Linked DNA regions of Mus musculus: regions 2 and 3 are each linked to region 1. The links are chromatin contacts, called in public HiChIP or PLAC-seq and promoter capture Hi-C maps. All regions are on one chromosome and are shown on one strand. Each heading gives the region's core, a stretch centred on a gene start, on an enhancer-like site or on the middle of the called end of the contact. The rest is flanking DNA. Distances are from core to core; before and after follow the strand shown. Region 1 holds the start of Dgkeos (diacylglycerol kinase, epsilon, opposite strand). Region 2 holds the start of Ankfn1 (ankyrin-repeat and fibronectin type III domain containing 1). Region 3 holds the start of Tmem100 (transmembrane protein 100).

Region 1 (4,531 bases), core at 1,567-4,066:
GTTGGTTGGTTGGGTTTTTTGTTTGTTTGTTTTTGTTTTGTTTTGTTTTGTTTTGTTGGTTTTTCGAGACAGGGTTTCTCTGTGTAGCCCTGGCTGTCCTGGTACTCGATCTGTAGACCAGGCTGGCCTCGAACTCAGAAATCTGCCTGCCTCTGCCTCCCAAGTGCTGGGATTAAAGGCGTGCGCCACCACTGCCTGGCTATGTATGAGCTTTCATGGTTTCTGCCTTTGTAAGCTGCTCCAGGAATGGACCCCAACATAAGAGAGTCCTGCACCAATATAAGAAGCTGTTTGGAATAAGCTTTCCATTTTGAGTAGGGGGTTAAGTAAAGTTTTGTGTTCCCAAGACCTCCCTGGGAATTGACATCCTACTTGGCAGAGTCATGTATGTGGTAACTAATATTCTGGTTAGCAAGTTTAAGACATGGATGTTAAGCAAGACAAGTCTCCACTACCATATTTGAATATCCCAACCCATAGGCACAGGATAAGTGCTCCACAGATACGCGTACCTGAGGAAATCCTATCCATAGGTCCTGATTGGTGAAGCCATTTAGCACAGATGTTTGTGGACTTCAGGCTTAAAGGCTCTGCAGAATCCTGGCTTAGCGTAGCAGTCAGCTCCTGCGTCTGTCTGCTCTGCAGCCCTGATCAATCAGTCCTGAGGCAAACGCTCAATAAGCCATCCCTGTCTGACTGAGATCCGTGTTTTTGTGGTTTGTGGGGTGACTCCTGGACCCCAACATATATCAATGCTAGTGCCCCCTAGGTGGGTCTGGGTGCTTGCTGGTCATTTAGGGAAGCTGTCTCAAAGGGAAAATAACCTCAGGTCTCCTCCTTGAGAAAAAGGGGACCAGAGCCTGCATTTTACAGAATTATAGAATCCTATCATAGAATTGTAGAACAAATTATAGAAACTCGTTCATGACCTAGATAGACTGAAGCTGACCTGTATGCCCAAAGTAATTTTTTTTAAGATTTATTTATTATTATATGTAAGTACACTGTAGCTGTCTTCAGATGCACCAGAAGAGGGCATCAGATCTCATTATGGGTGGTTGTGAACCACCATGTGGTTGCTGGGACTTGAACTCAGGACCTTCAGAAGAGCAGTCGGTGCTCTTAACCACTGAGCCATCTCTCAAGCCCCCAAAGTAATTTTTTAAATTATATTTACTTATTTATTTATGTGTGTGTGGGGGGGGGGTGCTCACATGCCACAGAGAGTGTTTGGGTCCCAAGAATCAAAGTGAGGCTTTCAGGCTTAGCAGCAGGTATCTACTGAACCATCTCTCTGGCCCATGAATGGCCAAAGTAAAACAAAGTGATCTTTGTGTATTTAAGGTACTTAAATACAAAGTGTATTTAAGGATAAGTTCCTGTTTGTCTTGCGTTTGTTTGACCCATCTGCACGGATGTGTTTGATCACATGTGGACCGGAAGTAAATCAGGTGAACTCTTATCCCTGGGGTTGTTTTGGTTCGGGTTTTTGTTGTTGTTGTTGTTTGGTTGGGTTTTTTTTGTTTGTTTGTTTTTGTTTTTGTTTTTCAAGACAGGGTTTCTCTGAACAGCCCTGGCTGTCCTGGAACTCACTTTGTAGACCAGGCTGGTCTCGAACTCAGAAATCTGCCTGCCTCTGCCTCTCGAGTGCTGGGATTAAAGGCGTGCGCCACCACTGCCCGGCTTGTTTGGTTGGTTTTGCATTGTTTTGTTTGTTTTGTTTGTCTTATTGTGTATCCCTAGTTGACCAAGAACTCGTGATAATCCCTCAGTAGAGAATAAGACCACTACCACAATTTAAAACCAAATTTAATGTAAGCTTTAATTAAATACTGGCCAAGGTGATGGACTCTCTGGCCAAGTTCATCTCGGGGTTCCCAGAGAATGGCCTCAAGTCGTGCTTTGCACGGGCTTAAAAAGGCAAAACCCACAATTCACTGCATTTCCCGTCTGGTTCAACTGGGGGCAAGCGTAAATCTTGATGTATTTCCTGCCTACATGTGACCCTGATTTACTTCCGGTCCACATGTAATCAAACACATCCGTGCAGATGGGTCAAACAAACACAAGACAAACAGGAACTTATCCTTAAATACAAACAGAACTCTTAACCTGTATGCTTTATTTTTCCTGTTTTGGTCCTCACACTATGTAGATCAGGCTGGCCCTGAACTCACAGAGGTCCATCCACATGTGGGCCACATGTCCAGTTATTTTATTATTTTATTATATTTATATAATACACTGGTAACTTTTGGCAGTCTTTGACTTGTGTTCTGAATGAACATAACACCTTCAAAAGAGCCAGTTTTCTCCATCCAGGATTCCCCGATATCCATAATCATGCCAATTCCACCTTCACCGTTGAAGAAGGGGATCAGGCTAAAGGTCAAATACTGTTAAGTCACTTATGGTAGAACTTCCTTTGGTTCTGAACTTTTGATAGTCAACCATGTACTTACTCCGCCCCTGATTTCCCTAAACCATGCCTCATTCCACACCATCTTATCCGTTCCTCTGCTCATCCTTTCCTAGATGGTCCAGACCCTTGAAGTCTTTCAACTTTCCAAGCCACCTCTTAGCCTCCGCCACGCCCTCATACCTGACCCCCTCCCACCCAAGGGGAGCGCCGCCGCGAGCCCCGCCCTACACCTGGTCCCGCCTACAAATTTTATCAGCGCAGACTCCGCCTTCCTCTAGCTCCGCCCACCATCGGAAAGCACCGCCATTGGCTTTGTCCTACCTGGCCCCGCCCAAGTTGTGGGCGCGTCAGGCCCCTCCCAGCCCTCGCCGAGCTGCCGGCCGGCGTGCGGACTGCGCAGGTGCGCTTCTCAAGCGCGGCCTCCTCATCCCACGCAGATCTCGCGGCCTGAGGGTGGGACGGCGGCCGGAGGCTTGGCTGTAGGTGGTACCGGCGACCGCGAGAGCGAACTGGGGGGTTGGGGGGGGGGTCTCCGGAGACCTCGCGAGAGAGGCACGGGCGAGGCTCAGCGCGACAGCCGTTGTGAACGCAGTGGCCGCGAGCCAAGCCTGTACTGCACGGAGCCCGCGGGTGCGACCTGCGCCTTTCCCGGGGCCGAGGCCACGCGCAGCCTCGGGACGAGCCGCAACCCCACGCAGTGAATCCGAAGGCAAGCCTTCTGGACCCGGCGCTCCATAGGCCACGCCTGGGCCTGAGAAGATGGAGGGGGACCAGCGGTCCGGCCCACCCGCCCAGAGCCTGCTCCCTGATGGCCACTTGGTCCTATGGACGCTGTGCTCCGTGCTGTTGCCGGTGTTCATCACTTTATGGTGTAGCCTGCAGCGGTCGCGCCGGCAGCTGCACCGCAGGGATATCTTCCGCAAGAGCAAGCATTGCTGGCGTGACACCGACCTGTTCAGCCACCCCACCTACTGCTGCGTGTGCGCGCAGCACATCCTGCAAGGAGCCTTCTGCGACTGCTGTGGGCTCCGCGTGGACGAGGGCTGCCTCAAGAAGGTCGACAAGCGCTTCCCGTGCAAGGAGATCATGCTCAAGAACGACAAGGCCGCAGATGCCATGCCCCACCACTGGATCCGCGGCAACGTGCCCCTGTGCTCTTACTGTGTATTCTGCAGGCAGCAGTGTGGCAGCCAGCCTAAACTGTGCGATTACAGGTATGGCTTTTATGGGAGGCAGGATTGTAAACAGTGGGTGGTGAGACCTAAATTCATCTCAGCAAATGGCCCAAACTATTCACGGCATCCCTGGCGTTTGAAGCAAGTCTCATGTAGATGTTGGTTGGTGTTTTTGTTTGTTTTTATTTTTGTTTTTACCCTTTGTGAGACAGTCTCTCCCCTGTGGCCCGGGCTAGCCTCAAACTCACTAAGGATAGCAGATGACCTTGAACTTTTAATGCTTCGCCTCCCCGTGCTGAAAATACAGGTTTGCATCACCTGAACCAGTTCATGAGGTGCTGGGTATCCAACCCAAAAGCCTTAAGCATGTTATTCAAGCTCTCTAACAACTGAATTCCACCACCAACACCACCCCTAAATTCCCACCCCTGCCAAGGCTCTTAATTTTCATCAAAGGCCTGTTTAAGTGCTGCCTGGCTCGTGGCTACTCTGTAGCATCCCACTTTACATAAGGAAGAATGAAGGGTACACAAAGAACCTTATGCCAGTCACAAAACCAATTTGTTCTTGATTTGGAACTATGAAAACAAGGGTCAACCCAAAGCAGGGCTTTAAATTTCTGTAGCTATTGTAGCGATTGGTGTCATAGTCAAGTGTTTGACACACAAGACGGGAAAGGAGATTTACGTTTTCCACTCATTTATTTATGGGGTGTGGGGGTGCAAAGTGAGCTCCCTTCGAGTTCTGTGGCTCCTAACTCATCAGGCTGTTGGGCTCTCTCCCCAGTCTTGAAAGGACATTTCTGTTGTCAGATCTTTCAGGACTAAGTGTCAGATGAGTCACCTGAGCTAACCTGACTGCTTTCCTGGCTTCAGCATGCACACTGAACAAGGAATCTTGCGCGGTGAAATGCTGTGTGGAACAGGCTTCCTAT
Region 2 (4,120 bases), core at 1,410-3,909, 640 kb before region 1:
TGCCACAATCTCCATCACTTCTTATTGCCTGAAACAACGCCTTCTTCCTTCAATTAATTTTACTTAGCTGAGATAAAGTCCTCCAGGCATTTAGCTCTGAAATCCTAATGTATGATAATCATGTTGGTACTGGCAGAAGTTCCTTGGTGCCCAGAAGACATGAATGTACTTGAGTGGTAAATATGGCTCGATTCCAGAGTCTCTGCCCTCCCTTCACGTGTTCTTCTGATCACAGCCTCCTGATAAAACACTCCTCATCTCATGACAAGTGCTCAGCCATCCAGTCCTAACAGTACAGACCAATGCAATCCCAGGTTGAGCCTCCTCCAGTCAAGGCTCTAATTCCATAATGCCTCTCTCTTAGCTGCCTGACTCAAGCAGAGACATCTGAACAACTGGCTCTGGTGGCTGTCGGTGACTATGGTCACTTGAGTCATTTTGCATGGTTAAATATAAAAGAAAGGACGTGGTGAGGTGAAGTCAACTCTCTGGTTTTTCGGGAAGAGGGGAGGCACTCTAGAACCAAATGAAGTCGAGGAACAATCATGAGGGGCAGATGCAGAAGCCAGCCTTGACTATTGACTTAGACAAACAAGATCCAAGAGACTGATAAAGTGCACATTTATCACACACTGCCTTTGTCTGAGGGAGTCCTCCTAACTTGGGGTGGGGTGTTACGGTTTGAATCCGGAATGTTCCCCAGAGAGACATTATTGTACGTGATTGAGCATAAGATCCCCATCTGGTAACACAGCTTTTACAGGCATACAAACTTTGACACACTGGGTCTCCATGGTCACACGCTGGGTCTTCATAGCAGTGTGGGCTGGTAGGAAAGACTTTGATGGGTATAGCCAAGCTCTGACTTGGTCTCTGCTTCCTGATCCACCAATCTATTGTATGAAAGCTGTAGCTCTGGCCTCCTATTGTCATGGACCAAACCATTTGGCTATGGCTCCCTTGCTCTGGTGGTCTGATCTCTTGGGACTGTGAGAGATGGCTCAGCAGTTAAGAGCACTGACTGCTCTTCCAGAGGTCCTGAGTTCAATTCCCAGCAGCCACTAATGGGATCTGCTATCACTCCCATTCAGAGAATGTCTACACCTCTCTGGCTCAGCCTGATGTGCCAGGGGTTTGCCAAGTTTCAGGATTCTGTCTCTTTTCTAGTGTTTCATGCCTGCTCTCTCCATGTCCAAAGTATAGTGAGGCTAGAACTCCAGATCCCTTTAGTCATTATCAACCTCCACTTGGCAAACCTTGATTGCATTCTTCCCTAGGGTAGTACTGTCAGTAATGGGACTTATCATGTCTTTGCCCTGCTATGCAGCCAGCTTGGAAATGGATGTATTCTAGCTATCTAAATGATGACAGGGTCTAATTGTGTATATTCTTGGAGTATGGCAGTTGAAATGTATACATTTTGTGTAGTTCTTATTGGATTTAGATTAGTCTTATACATAAGACAGGAGCAACATCACAAAATAGAGTCAGGGCTGGGACTGTTTCCAACCCTGTTACCTCTAGGTAATGCACCCTAATTAACCAAGTCCTCTTTAGGCCTCAAAAGCAAAGGGTATTGACAAGCAGAAGCAACATCTTCTCCCCACCTTAGCCAAGCCTGTGTGCAGCTCTGTGTGACTCTGTGTCAACAGCTTCCCTGAATGGTTAGCCCAGAACAGATGCAGAGGTCACCGATCACTGCGCCTTGCTTAATGCCCCCCAATATACATTATGCAGGATAGACAGCTCTCTTGAATTCTCCATCGTTAAGAAGGACATAATCGTAAGAATGGGCTCTAAGCTCATGTTCCTCCTTGCTGTCAACAGGCAAGCTGGGACTTCAGAGGCACAACTGGTCCATCAGGTATCATCATCCTTACTAGTCAGCAGCTATGTAGACACTAGACATTTTGCTGAATACATACATGGCCCCAGGCATTAGGCTGGCCAATGGGATCTGTCTAAACTTGACAATCTACTCCAACCTGGTCTACCCTTGATAGGCAGAAGCGTTTCAGTATAAGCACATACATAACTCCCCACTCCTTTAGTATATTACTTATGAGCTTTGATTCCAAAAAAGGATATTTAAGTGTCAGGCACATGAGAATATACATAATTCTTAAAATGATACAGACATCTCTCTGATGCTCCCTACCACACTTGAATAATACAGCCATAAGTGCTCTCCCCTATCCCAACAGCCCAAAGAACCCTGGCCAAATCCTTCAACTAAGAGTCTTCACATATACTTAACCATTGACTTTTTTGGTATGTAAAATCAACAGAAGCCCAGAAAGCACACATCCCCTTCAGCCTTCCCCACTCTCTCTGACTGTTCCCACCTGACTCCTTTCAGATATGCTTTCCAGTCCTTCCAGAGGGTGCAGAGGCCAACTCAGACCTGATGGCAGCGACATCCGTGACTGTGCCCCCTTGCCACTAGTGCCACCCTACGATAACATTTCCTACACATGCATTCTTTAATTCTTTGAGAACGATGTGTTTGTCACCAAGCACACGCAGCATTTCCCCTGCCTTTGCTTTTGACCCTGCATGGAGATCTGGGCTCTCCGGAGCAGAGGAGACAGGCTGTGGGAGACGCAGCCATTCGCAGCCTCCTTGGACAAAGCCAGGGTTCCCTTGGCAACCGCAGCATGTGCGCACGTTTACAAAGGGGTTTCCCTCCAGCTCCCCCTCCCGAGGAGGGGGGCTCTCGCAACTCCAGAACTCATCCATGTGTCCTGTCATGGAGACATCACCAAACAGGGTAGGAAAACAACGGTTACGACGATTCTCATCTCATGATTTCCATTTGCAGACAAGTGGTTTGCATTCAACAGGCAGGAAAATGTGAGTTGAGTGGGTGAATGAATTTGGCTGCAAGCTGGTAAGCAACCTTTGGGGGGGGTGAGGGGGGGCTGCTTCTGGATACAGGCAAGTTTTGGTTCCAGAGAATTGGGGCTGTAAAGTATGCCTTTGTCTGTGGGGAGGTGGGAGGATGGGGTGGGGCGGAGGAGAGGGGCCTCTAGGGGCAAGCTTTTCTGCTTGCCTTCTTATCTTTGACTATTTATGAATATTCGGAAACCAGGAATTGCTCATCTCAGGTTAGTGCCCATGATTGCTGTTAAACACATGCTTGCCTCTCTCTCTCTGTCTCTCTGTCTCTGTCTCTCCTTCCCTTCTTCCCTCCCTCCCTCCCTCTCCTTCCTCCTTTCTTACTACCCTGATGGAGGAGCGAGAGCAAGCACTTTTGGAGAAGTTCTAAATGCCTGAACAGGGCCGGGAGGGTCTCATGCAGCGCTGTAAAAGACGTCCTCCTCACTGAGAGCCACACCAAGGTTGTTTGAATTCCTTTCTCTGACCCAGGAGACCTCATGTGTGTGGCTGCTTGTTGGAAAAAAGCATCTATTATTGACTTGGCAAATACTTATCAACAGTTTCTATGGCAATTCAGAAGTGTGTTACTTAAGTCCGGGTTCCTCTGTTTGTGTGTGTGTTTGGGATAAGTGGTATTGGTGTTGGGTACCCAGGAAAGGGAAACCCATCAGACCTTCTACCCTAGGACTTCAGCAGGCACTGAGGATGCTACAATGCTCCCAGAGATTGACCTCTGGCATTCGGTCTTAGGCAGAAATAGAAATAGTTGCTGAAAGTAAAGACTTAAACGACTACTCCCCCCCCCTTTTCTTTCTCCTCTCTCCTTCTCCTGCCCCCTTCTTTCTCACCCCCCCCTGCTTTCTTTCCTTCTTCCAAGTCTCCCTTCTTGTCCTTCCCTCCCTTCTTTCCCTTATCCCTTTGTCCTTTTAAATCCCACTTTCAGGGTGACTTCTAAGCATGGCTGTTTATAGAAGCAGGTGCTTTGAGATGCTCCAAGTTTAAACTGGTTACTGCGTTATCCTGTTAGGCACATTTGAAAATAATCTGATTCCTTTTGTTCTGTGTTCAATTTTCCAGTAAAGGACTGTATGCATTACAGCCACATCTCAGAGTTAACCAATCACAAGCCCAGGAATGTTTTAATGTTTTGCGTGTTCTATAGGTGTTGGTAGAATTCACTTGCTTTTTTCTTTTTCCCCTTTTCTTTCTTTTTCTCTCTTTCTCTCTCTCTTTCTTTCTT
Region 3 (4,114 bases), core at 1,117-3,616, 970 kb before region 1:
TATTCTCATTCATTTGTAAATAAAGTTATGGAGACATACAGAGGTAAATAAAATGACTTAAGTTCACAAAGAAATAAACTCTCGCTTCAGACCCCAGTTTTTCCTCTATCCTGGAGATCGAGCCCAGAGTCTCATATGTACTCAGCAAGAACTTTACCGTTCAGCTATATTCCCAGCCCACTCTCCGCCTTGACCTTTAAATCCCCCTGTCTCAGTTTCTTCAGTCGCTACAGTCACAGACCTTCACCACCAGGCCCACTGAACCTCAGTCATGAATAGGTGCAAGCTCACCCTCGGAGCTTATAAAATGTAGAGTCTGAATAAATCGGTCCATAATATAGTCCGCCTATGCCAAGCCTTGCTGTTTCTGGTCCTATTTTAATCAATAATATATCTTAAATCTTCAAACACGCACCTGGCACACCATTCTTTCGAATAATATCCTCAAGGCTGTGCCCCAGCATCATCAGTGACCTGACAGGGTTAGGCTGTCTTACAGAAATGCCACTAAAACCTGGGGTGAAGCAGGTCGGTGGCAAAGCAAGAGCACTATGGCAAGCCTGCCCATATTTCTAAAGGTTATCCCAGGATTTCCTTCATCTGTGCAAGTCTTACCAATTCCTGGTCCAGTCTCCTCATTCACATCACTGACAGAATAGCTTCGTCTTCCCATCCGAGGGATGCTTAGCTCTCTTTAGCCACTGGCTTGCCCCCTGGACCTCTCACCCTCCTAGCTTCCAAGGGGGACACAGAGAGACCAGGAGTCCCTTTCCTCCAATGTGAGCCAGAGCAAGTGCTCCTTGGTTCCAATTGATCACACTGAGAAGTTACCGAGACCTGAGTCAGAGGTCCAACATGCTGGGTATAGGAGGTACCTCTAGGCCAGCTGGAAGCCCAGACTGCCATCACCCACAGCTTCCAATGTGAGTCTTAGAGAAATGGAGTCTCACGTATAACTAGTGACATCGCTGGATGGCGAGATTGGGCATATTTGGAACCAGGGTATTCAGAAGATGGTGACCTAGGGTCTAGGCTACATCAAATAGAAACCCTCAAAGAGAGCTGCTTCCCACTTGGGAACTCCTGCCTTTGGGGCAAGACCTCCCTGATTCCTAGCACAGGCCATTTACTGTATATTAAGCAAATCCCCAGTAGCAGCCAGGAAGTTCTGAACATCACCATATCCTAGTGGAAGATCATTTTCCCTTGCTTCCTAAGCCGAAGGTAAAGAAATGAACCTACAGGGGAGAGAGGCATCCTTTCCCATGGCGAGCCCCAGGATGAAACGGTAAGGAGAGACACTGAACAGAGCTGTGCCTCCAGGGTGCAAGGCCACAGGTTTGCTGCTACTTCTAACTTGGAAGCTTCGGCTTCTCATGGTTTCAGGTGTGGCGCTCCGCGCCACTGTCCCAGCACAGTGTAAAGGCATCTGTCTAGGTAAGAAGATGCCAGTCTCCAAAATTAGACAACTCCTGATTTGAACTGGTAAATTTAAAGAAATGGAAAGCTCAGAGATTAACCAGAAATTGTGCCAGGAAGAAAAGGGTAGAAGCACCAGGGCAACCGGGGGCACAAGCATCTTTAACCAACTTTATCTCTTAAGAAGAAATTCAAAAAGATTTTTCACAGCAAAACATGCAAAAACGCCTTTGAATGTCCAGTCTTCCGCCCACAGGGTGCCTAGCTGGTATTAAACACCCTGGGAAGCGACACCTGGCCCCACGTGCAAATTTTCATCACAATGCATCCAGTCTCTTTTTCTGCAAGCTCTTGGTGCAGAAAAGTGAGGAAATTTCCCTGGTTCTTTTTTTTTTTTTTTTTCCTTTGAGCGCAGGGCTTGGGAAGGCTCAAGTTTAGAAAACTTTCCTGAAGACTTCCGAGTGTATGAACCGTCCTCCCCGGGCGAACCCCGGCAAACAATCTACAAGCCTCTCCCAGATCTTTCAAAGAGCAAGGAAACCGAGCCTTACCTTTCTCAGCCAGAAGTGGACTGAGACAGCAGCAAGCGGCGGCCAACAGCGAGGCCGACAGTGGGATGCAAATCACCATGCTAGGGACCGTACACAAAGTACTCAGCAAGATTTACAGACCATTAAGGGACCGGAGACAATTTGGTGAAAGGAAATTCCTTACTCGCTGTTGTATTTTACTCTACGTTTTCCTTTTCTTTTCTATTTTTTTTTCCGTGCCCACACCATCCACTGTAATTACAGGAGTGAATCCATCATAACCCAATTATTTAAAAAGTCACTAAAAATCTCTCCTGTTTTCTTTCCCCCGTTTAAAATCCTTATGCAAGCATTCTTTTTTATGGTTTTCTCTAACCTAGTCTTCGATATCACTCTTTTGTAGTGTGAAGCTGCAGAAAAGAACTCCTTTTCGGTCTTCTACATTAGCGGTGGAGGAGTAAGGGTAGGGGTGGGTGGAGAGATGGGTGTGGGAGGAGGGGTGGGGATGGGTAAAGGCAAGCCATTGGAGAATTCCGGAAAGGAGAGTGGGATCCTCTGCAGATTTGTCACCATGAGGTTTAAGTGATAAGAAGAGTAATAGATAGCGGCGCACTGATGGCACACGCCTTTAATCTCAGCACTTGGAAGGCAGAGGCAGGCAGACTTCTGAGTTCGAGGCCAGCCTGAAGAAGAGCGATAGATGATAAGAGATAAGGCTGTATGTAGTGCCTGGGTGGCCTGTCGCCATGAAGTCAAGCAAGCTGGTTCGCCAATGAGTGTTCCTTATGTGAAGATGCCAGATTGCATGGGGTTGCTAACACACTGGACTGCCACATCTCAGAAGAACTGAGGCCACCAAGAACATCACAAACAACGCTGTGAGGAGATTTACTACGTCAGAGAGAATTCCCCCTTACTTAAAAAGCATCTCCTCTTCCTTAGCAATAAGGAGCCGTTGCTTAGGGGGAGGGAGGGTCCGCAGTGGAAGGAAGCAAGAAGGATGGCCAGTTCCAGGACAAACAGGTCACTGGTGCAGGTCCCATCTGTGGGAGCCTGCCGGGGGCGTTTCCACTCTGCCATTGAAGTGCGCTGGCGGTTTCTCTTTGGGGAGCACACTTGTGCTTTGCATTTGGGGAAGAACTGCCCTCACGTGTGTTTGATTATTCTCCCTCCCTCCCACTTTCGTTTTTGCTTTTGCTTGGTGTGGTCGAGCTGGCTAGTTTCCAGCATCCCGGAAGATGCCAGTTCCTCAGGCTCCTCTCTGTCCAATCACCACATGAAGATCTCTGTCATCACAAAGGCCCGTTGAGTTCAGTGAAATTCGGGAAGCTGGCCAGCTTTTCTCCTAGCTAACTCTTTTTTTTTTTTAAAGGGTGTGTCAACAATTTTACTCTGAAATCAGGGGCATTTTGGAAAGTGATCTGTGTTTTTGTGTGCTTTGGGGATAACAACTCTTGTTATTTCCCCTCCCAAATATGCTCTAGGCAGTTTTCTTTTAAGTAGAAAGATCTAACAGTAGTAAGAGGAAGAAGAAAAAAATGTGTTTTAGATACAAACATGTCTTTACTATTTGTTGGTCAAGTTCCAGGCACAGGAATCTCCTAAGATCCACATGTGGAGAGAAAGAACAGCTTGGACCTCTTAGTTGCCTGTCCTGGCTTCTGGTGGCTAGCACTTTGTTCGGCCTTAACTCTAGAACCAACTCCCCCATTCGGAGTGGACCTACCCAGTCCACCGAATGAAGAGGAACGGAGCACGTGAATGTTCATAAGCATCGATCACACACTACCCAGGCCACATCTCCAGGACTGCTGTTTGTGTTTTCCTGTGCAAGATTCTGAGACTTGGCACTGTGTGATACTTTAGCGGATCTATACTACTAGGGAAAGTGGCTGAACCAAGCCATAACTCCAGGAGTCTCTACCTTGTGCCCATCCATTGGCCATTGTTTTTGACTGCTTAAGATTCTACGAATAGTTCTCATTCAGGGAAGGGGGAGGTACAGGGTAGCACACTATCATTCAGTTTACTTTTGAGCAAGTACCCTGAAAAGAAACTTAATGGTTGAATTGTGTGTTGTATCCCCTAGGATTCTGAGCATTGAGACAGAGCTGTGTTATCAAGCAGATTTGAGTGTGTTTGAAACCAAGACTGATACAGGCTGG

The links. Promoter capture Hi-C pulls out the DNA fragments that hold promoters and counts their contacts. HiChIP or PLAC-seq counts read pairs in DNA pulled down with a chosen protein or histone mark.
Region 2: a contact with region 1 is called in an H3K4me3 HiChIP or PLAC-seq map of stem cell-derived neural progenitor cells, with 6 times the contacts expected there. The contact joins the promoter of Ankfn1 here to the promoter of Dgkeos in region 1. A contact is called at or near these places in 2 of 39 promoter capture datasets (embryonic stem cells and hippocampal neurons) and 1 of 115 datasets of contacts at active chromatin or transcription factors (stem cell-derived neural progenitor cells).
Region 3: a promoter capture Hi-C map of hippocampal neurons shows a contact between it and region 1, with 3 times the contacts expected there. The contact joins the promoter of Tmem100 here to the promoter of Dgkeos in region 1. A contact is called at or near these places in 2 of 39 promoter capture datasets (cranial neural crest and hippocampal neurons) and 1 of 115 datasets of contacts at active chromatin or transcription factors (microglia).

Annotation. Positions count from the first base shown.
Region 1 is chr11:89,059,036-89,063,566 of GRCm38.p6, reverse strand. Dgkeos (diacylglycerol kinase, epsilon, opposite strand) reads right to left here and starts at 2,816. Exons shown (of 4, transcript NR_110336.1): 1 at 2,744-2,816. Dgke (diacylglycerol kinase, epsilon) reads left to right here and starts at 2,819. Exons shown (of 11, transcript NM_019505.4): 1 at 2,819-3,636. The coding sequence starts at 3,182.
Region 2 is chr11:89,695,475-89,699,594 of GRCm38.p6, reverse strand. It overlaps Ankfn1 (ankyrin-repeat and fibronectin type III domain containing 1), which reads left to right and starts at 2,659. Exons shown (of 20, transcript NM_001327810.1): 1 at 2,659-2,770. The coding sequence starts at 2,738.
Region 3 is chr11:90,028,600-90,032,713 of GRCm38.p6, reverse strand. Tmem100 (transmembrane protein 100) reads right to left here and starts at 2,366. Exons shown (of 3, transcript NM_026433.2): 1 at 1,971-2,366.